2 separate regions of the Oryctolagus cuniculus genome follow, and region 2 is linked to region 1. Evidence: chromatin contacts called from public Micro-C data. All regions are on one chromosome and are shown on one strand. Each heading gives the region's core, a stretch centred on a gene start, on an enhancer-like site or on the middle of the called end of the contact. The rest is flanking DNA. Distances are from core to core; before and after follow the strand shown. Region 1 holds the start of RPS19BP1 (ribosomal protein S19 binding protein 1). Region 2 holds the start of TNRC6B (trinucleotide repeat containing adaptor 6B).

The links. A called contact is a pair of places that touch in the nucleus more often than the background predicts.
Region 2: a contact with region 1 is called in a Micro-C map of ear pinna, with 4 times the contacts expected there. The contact joins the promoter of TNRC6B here to the promoter of RPS19BP1 in region 1. A contact is called at or near these places in 2 of 6 Hi-C or Micro-C datasets (ear pinna and psoas muscle).

The regions. Positions count from the first base shown.
Region 1 is chr11:115,762,195-115,765,105 of mOryCun1.1, forward strand. It overlaps RPS19BP1 (ribosomal protein S19 binding protein 1), which reads right to left and starts at 1,498. Exons shown (of 4, transcript XM_051845871.2): 1 at 1,363-1,498; 2 at 1,110-1,238. The coding sequence starts at 1,414.
Region 2 is chr11:116,179,138-116,182,048 of mOryCun1.1, forward strand. It overlaps TNRC6B (trinucleotide repeat containing adaptor 6B), which reads left to right and starts at 1,462. Exons shown (of 25, transcript XM_051834078.2): 1 at 1,462-2,123.

The sequences.
Region 1 (2,911 bases), core at 248-2,747:
GGCCGCTGCTGGACTCCTGACCCAGCGTCCTGCAGGTGCTGACGGCTCTGGGCCAGGGGCCTCTGCCGCCCGTGGGGGAGACTCGGCCGGAGCTCCGGGCTCCTGGTTTCAGCGTGGCTCGCCCAGGCTGGTGGGCATTTGGGGAGTGAACGAGCAGATGGAGATCTCCATCACCCTCTCAAATAATTACACAAATCCTAGCAGTGGGGCTGAACCGGGGAGGCCAGGGCTGGGCGGGCCTCATCAGCCAGCCTGCGACCTCTGGTTCCTACCGCACGGGAGCCCCGGGGTGCGGGCAGGAGGGGACAGCCTGATCTGACTTCCCACATCGCTTGGGTCGCTGCTGCGAACAAGATCGCGCGCGCGCGCGTGTGTGAGTGTGTGTGTGAGTGACGGGAGAGGGGTCAGGAGGCTTCTGCAGCCCTCCAGCACGCGGGAGCTCCCCCCTCAGGGCGGCCCCCAGGCTCAGTCCACGCACGCCCAGCTGGTGCTGGAGGCCCAGGCCAAGTCCACCCGCAGGACGCCTGGCTGGCGTGGGGGGCAGTGAGGGAGGGGCCGGGGGCCGGAGCAGGGCTGGGCGAGGGGCTGACTGCCGGTTCCACAGCAGCACCGCTGGCCACCTGGGGAGTGAGCGGTGTTTGCAGGACCCCTCCCCTCCCCCCTCCCTCCCTCCCTCCTTCTCTCTCTGCCTTTCAAATAAACGAATCTTTTTCAGGTCAAACACCTTCTTCAAAGGTTGATTTATTTGAGAGAATGACAGAGCAGGGAGAGACAGCGAGAAGACCATCCGTCTGCTGGCTGGCTCGCTCCCCAAACGGCTGCCGCAGCTGGGTTGAGCCGGGCGGAGCCAGGCGCCCGCACGCGGGTGCAGGACCCCTCCGCCGCTCCCCCGGGCCCGGCAGGGAGCGGGATCCGAAGCGGAGCAGCGGGCGCCGGCCCCCAGCCTCCTCCTGGCCCCTCTGCACGTGCCATTCCTTCCAGACCCTCCTCCGTCTCGCCCCGGGCTCGCCAGGACCCCCGGCTCTCGGCGTCCACTCTGAGCCCGTCTCGGACCACGGCCGTCGTCCCCTCCACGGGCCCCCCGCCGCGCCGGCCCGCCCCGAACTCACCCAGAGCCGACTTGGGCGCCTTCCCCTTGGCCGAGTTCCGCAGCCTCTGCGTCTGGGTCGCCTTCGCCTTCCGGGCCCGCTTGTCCGGGGCCCCGCTCGCCTGGGCCTGGCCGGCGGCGGCTCGGGGGGCTGGAAGGGAGGCGCGGATCGGACCTGGGTCGGAGGGCCGCCATCCCGCGGGCTAACCCCGGCCCGGGTCAGTCCCCACCTCCGGGACCCTGCCGCCCTCCCGCCCCAGCCAAGGCGGCCTCACCCTCGGACGCCGCCAGCAGCTCCAAGCCCCGCCGCAGCAGAGAGGCCGACATGACTACGGCCGACCCCGCCCACCTGCCGCACGCTACTTCCGCTTCGGCTGTTCCGGTCTCCTCCCCGGAAACCGGAGCCGTACCCGAGGGTTCCGGAGTGCCGGGCGGAAGTGCCCACGGCCTTAGAACGCATGCGTTAGGGCTTACCGCAGGCGCCGGAGGAGGGGCGGGAGCCGGGGGCGGGTCCAAGGCGCGGAGGGACACATTTGTCGTCCAATCCCATCCCAGCACTGCCGCGCGCGCGCCAGGCCACGCCTCCTCCCGGAAGCGGCCCAGATCAGGCGCAGGCTGTGTGTCGGTGCTCTCGTGGCTGCTGTCCTTAGTGGGCAGGTCCGGCGCGGGGCTGACTGTTGACATTCCCAGTTCTGAGGAAATAGGAAAATGTGGGGCCGAGTTTTTTCCCCATATTGTTGCAGAACTGCAAACCTGCGTCCCTTCCGCTAACGGGCCCCTCGCGGGCCGACGGCGAAGGGGCAAGGCCCGTGGGCTGGAGCTGTGGCGGGCGTGCGGGCTCGGCCGTGCTCCTTGGGGGTTGTCCGAGGGCAGAGGGGGTGGGTGGGCGCCGCGTCCCCGGGCGTCGAGTCCGGTCTTTACGGGGGAGACCCCGCTCCCTCGGTGCCGTGAGTTAAGTTGGCAGCACCTCGGCTTCCGCCGGCTTCCTCCAGGGCGACGGCGTGGCCTGGTGCAGAGTGTGGGACGGGGAGTGACCCGCGTGACCCCCAGGAGAGCCCCTCCTGCCCTGCCCTCCGTCAGCTGCTTGGGGGTGGGGGGAGGCAGCAGACAGCCGCGGGGCTGCCCCCTCGCCTCCCGGCCCTGGGGAGCAGGTACGCAGGCAGGAACGGAGGTGCTGCCCGGGCTGCGAATCTAGACCGAGCCCGGGGCCGGCGTTGGGGTGCGCGGGTCACGCTGCCGCTGGCGACACCAGCATCCCAGAGTGGTCCCGGCTGCCCCGCTCCGGATCCAGCGCCCTGTAATGCCCCTGGGAGGGCAGCGGAGGATGGCCCAAGTGCTTGGGCCCCTGTGGGAGACCCCGATGGAGCTCCTGGCTTTGGCCTGGCTGTTGCAGCCATTTGGGGGTGAACCAGGAGATGGGAGAGCTCTGTCTTCCTCTCTCTGTCACTCTGCCTTTCAAGTCAATAAAATAAATCTTAGCAAGAGAAAGAGAGAACCTGGCCTCAGCAGGTGTGAGGCCCTCCCTCCAGCCACCCAGGGGAGCGGCCCAGAGGTGCAGGGTGGGACGGAGGTGTGAACCAGGCCTGGAGTGACCCCAAAGGAGAAGCAAGGGTTAGGGGGGTCCTGGCCCCGGTGACGTGGGCAGACGGGTGCCTGCGTCCGGCTTCTGACGTGGCCAGGTGGTTTCTCACAGCGCTTGCCCCCCCACGCCCACGTCGCCCCGCGGGGCTGGGATCCGTGTTTTGATCACTGTTACACTCGGTGCCTGCAGCAGCACCTGGCACGGGGTGAGCTCCGCCGACTGGGAGGGTTTGGGACGCCTTG
Region 2 (2,911 bases), core at 212-2,711, 420 kb after region 1:
GGGTGCCGGATTCTGTCCCGGTTGCCCCCCTTCCAGTCCAGCTCTCTGCTGTGGCCAGGGAGTGCAGTGGAGGATGGCCCAAGTGCTTGGGCCCTGCACCCCATGGGAGACCAGAAGCACCTGGCTCCTGCCATCGGATTAGTGCGGTGCACCAGCCGCAGCGCGCCAGCCATTGGAGAGTGAACCAACAGCAAAGGAAGACCTTTCTCTCTGTCTCTCTCTCTCACTGTCCACTCTGCCTGTCAAAAAAAAAAAAAAATTGCCTCTCGCTGTTGCCCTAGGACTAGCTGTCCTTTCCTCCCCATGGACGTTTGTGAGCTACCTCAGATCCCTCTGCTGCAAGGCGCGCAAGGCGCAGCCTTATTGTGGGCTACAGCGGTTGTCTCGTTGCTAAAGCAGCGCCTCTGAGCTTACACAACAGCCCCGATGAAGCTCCAGGGTGCGGAGCTGGGGAGGGGAAACACTCGACGCCGCAGCTTCCCGGGCTAGCCTCCAGCGCCCTGCTCCTGCAGGTCGTGTTGGTCCCGGAGGCTGCCGGCTCGCGCTCTGGCAACGGGCTCCAAGCCTCCTGCCCTGCCCTGCCTGGAACGCGGGCTCGCTGCCATGAAAGCGCCCAGTGGCCAGTGGCCAGGAGCAGGCATCTCGCTCGGCCTCAGCCACCCTGGACGCGGTCCAGGAGCGGAAGGGCTCTTCCGTTTGCACGCGATACATTATTGATTTCCAAGGCGAGTCGCTCTTGATCTCGACTCTCTCCAAAGAATGAGCAGGGAACGGACGCGAAGGGGGCTTGGCGGGCCGGGCGGGGAGGATGGCCGCGATGTCCACCTGCGAAAGCCGGGTCGGTGAAAGAGGTGGACGTGCACTTCTGGGGGGCGGGAGGGGGGCATCAAGGCAGTTCAACTCAGGGTGCCGGAACAGAGGATGGGGCGGGGGCGACCCCTCCACAGTCAAGGCTTCCAGAGGAGACGGCGGCACCGGGTGCCCGGCGAGGCGGCCGTGTGACAGCCTGGGCTTGGCAGCCGGGTCCGATTCCGGGCACCGTGAAATAAGAGGGCTCTGTCGCCGCGCCAGCGCCGCGGGCTCCCGTCTCCGCGCGACCTTGGGCGCCCCCCGGCCCGAGCGTCCTAGCCCAATCGCGCCATCACCCCCACGCGTCTGACCAAGCCGTCTCTGTGAGGAACTCGGCAGCACGCTAGGCACGCCAGGACGGCCATTACCGCCGCCCAAGACGTGCCAAGCCACCAGGGCCGAACCCGACTCGCAGGCCGCGCAGCGAGCGGGACCCGACCGGCGCAGCCGGGCGCCCAATAAGCCGCCGGGACAGAACTCAGTGGCTTCAAACCAATGGCTTCAGCCCTTGTTGCTGGCCGGGCTTTCTGGCCGTTCCACCAATAGCTTGCAGCCTCGGCTCGGGAGTGGCAGCCCGACCGTCCAATGACGCACCACCAGCCCACACTCAGCACTTCTGAGGGGATAAATCAAGGAGCCGGCACGTATAGATTCCGTTATTAGGCAGTACGGGATGGAGAGAGGACGTTAGAGGAAACGGCGCCGGGGCGAGGCACTCATGAGCTAAAAATAGAAAAACGACGATGGTTGCGCCAAACGAGCTCGGCCGCCATCATGCTCTAGTTTCCCCTTCGCCTCTCTCGGTCCGCAACCGAGGAAGCGGCCTCTGGGATGCTGAGGGGGTGTGTCCCCGCATGATTGGCGCAGGTAGCTCAGCCAATCCTAGCTCGTCAAACGGGAAGCACTTAACCAATGAGGGGCGACGGCAGCGGCGAGGAATTGGAGGGGCGGAACGACAACTTGACGGGCACAAAAGCCAGCCAGTGACAGCCGGAAACATCCTCCCTGCGGCCAATGGGATGGGACTCTGGGCGGGCCCCCGAGTGTTTGTGTTGTGGTTTTGGGGGAGGGAGGCGGAGGGGAAAGTTTGTTTATTTTGTTTTTAGTTTCTGGGGTCCCCGTGCTTCTGGGAGGTGAAGCGGGAGGGAGGGACCCCCGCGCCCCTCAAGTTCCCCTACGACGTCGCCCCCGTAGCCTGCGGAGAAGCGGGGACCGCGCGCATCGCCTCGCCTCACAGCGGAACGCCGCGCACTCGGAGCCGGCGCAGCTCGCCGGTGAGTGAGGACCGGAGCCGCGCCGTCCTTCCCCTCCCCCGCGCGCCGTGCGGCCCGAGCTGGGCGGCCGGGGCGCGCGGCGTGTGCGTGTCCTCGCGAGGGAGCGCGCGGCGCGGCCCGGGGACGGGGGGCGTGAGCGCTCGCGGGGGCGGCCGCGGCGGCCGGGGCTGAGGCGAGGGGCCGGCAGGGCCGCGCGCCCCGGAGCGGCCGGGCGCGCGCGCCTCCCGCGTCACGCGCCGGCAGGTGTGAGGCGGGGAGGGCTTCCGGGCGTGCGGGCCGCGGCGAGGTCGCTTCCCGTCGCTGGGGGGCCCTGGGGAGCGAGGCCCGCGCGTCCCGGCGTCGCGCCGAGAGCCGCGGCCCGCCGGGGTGCGCCGCCTCTGCTGGCGCGGGCCGGGGGAGCCCCGGGGCCCGGGGCGTCGCACCTGCGTGATGCCGGGACGAGCCCCCGGGCCGGACCCCGGCCGGAGCCCCCCGCGCGCCTTCCCGGAGCCCGCGCCCGTGGCCGCTGGGGGCGGGGAGCGTTGGCCGCCTCCCCTTGGCCTGGCGCCCGTTAGTTTGCAGCTGGAGGGGTTTCAGCCCCTGGTGGCCCCCGGAATGCCTGCGGTGCCCGGCGACCCCCAGGACCTCAGTGCGGACCAGCCCGGGCCGGGCCCTAGCCCTGTATCCCGCGTGGCTTCGGGCCGTGAGTGAGCCTCATGGGTGCCCTCCGGCCGTGCACGGGGAAGCGAGGGGAGAGCGGAGCGTTTTGTGAAGACGCCTGTGTTGCGGGAAACTGCAGTGGTGTGAAG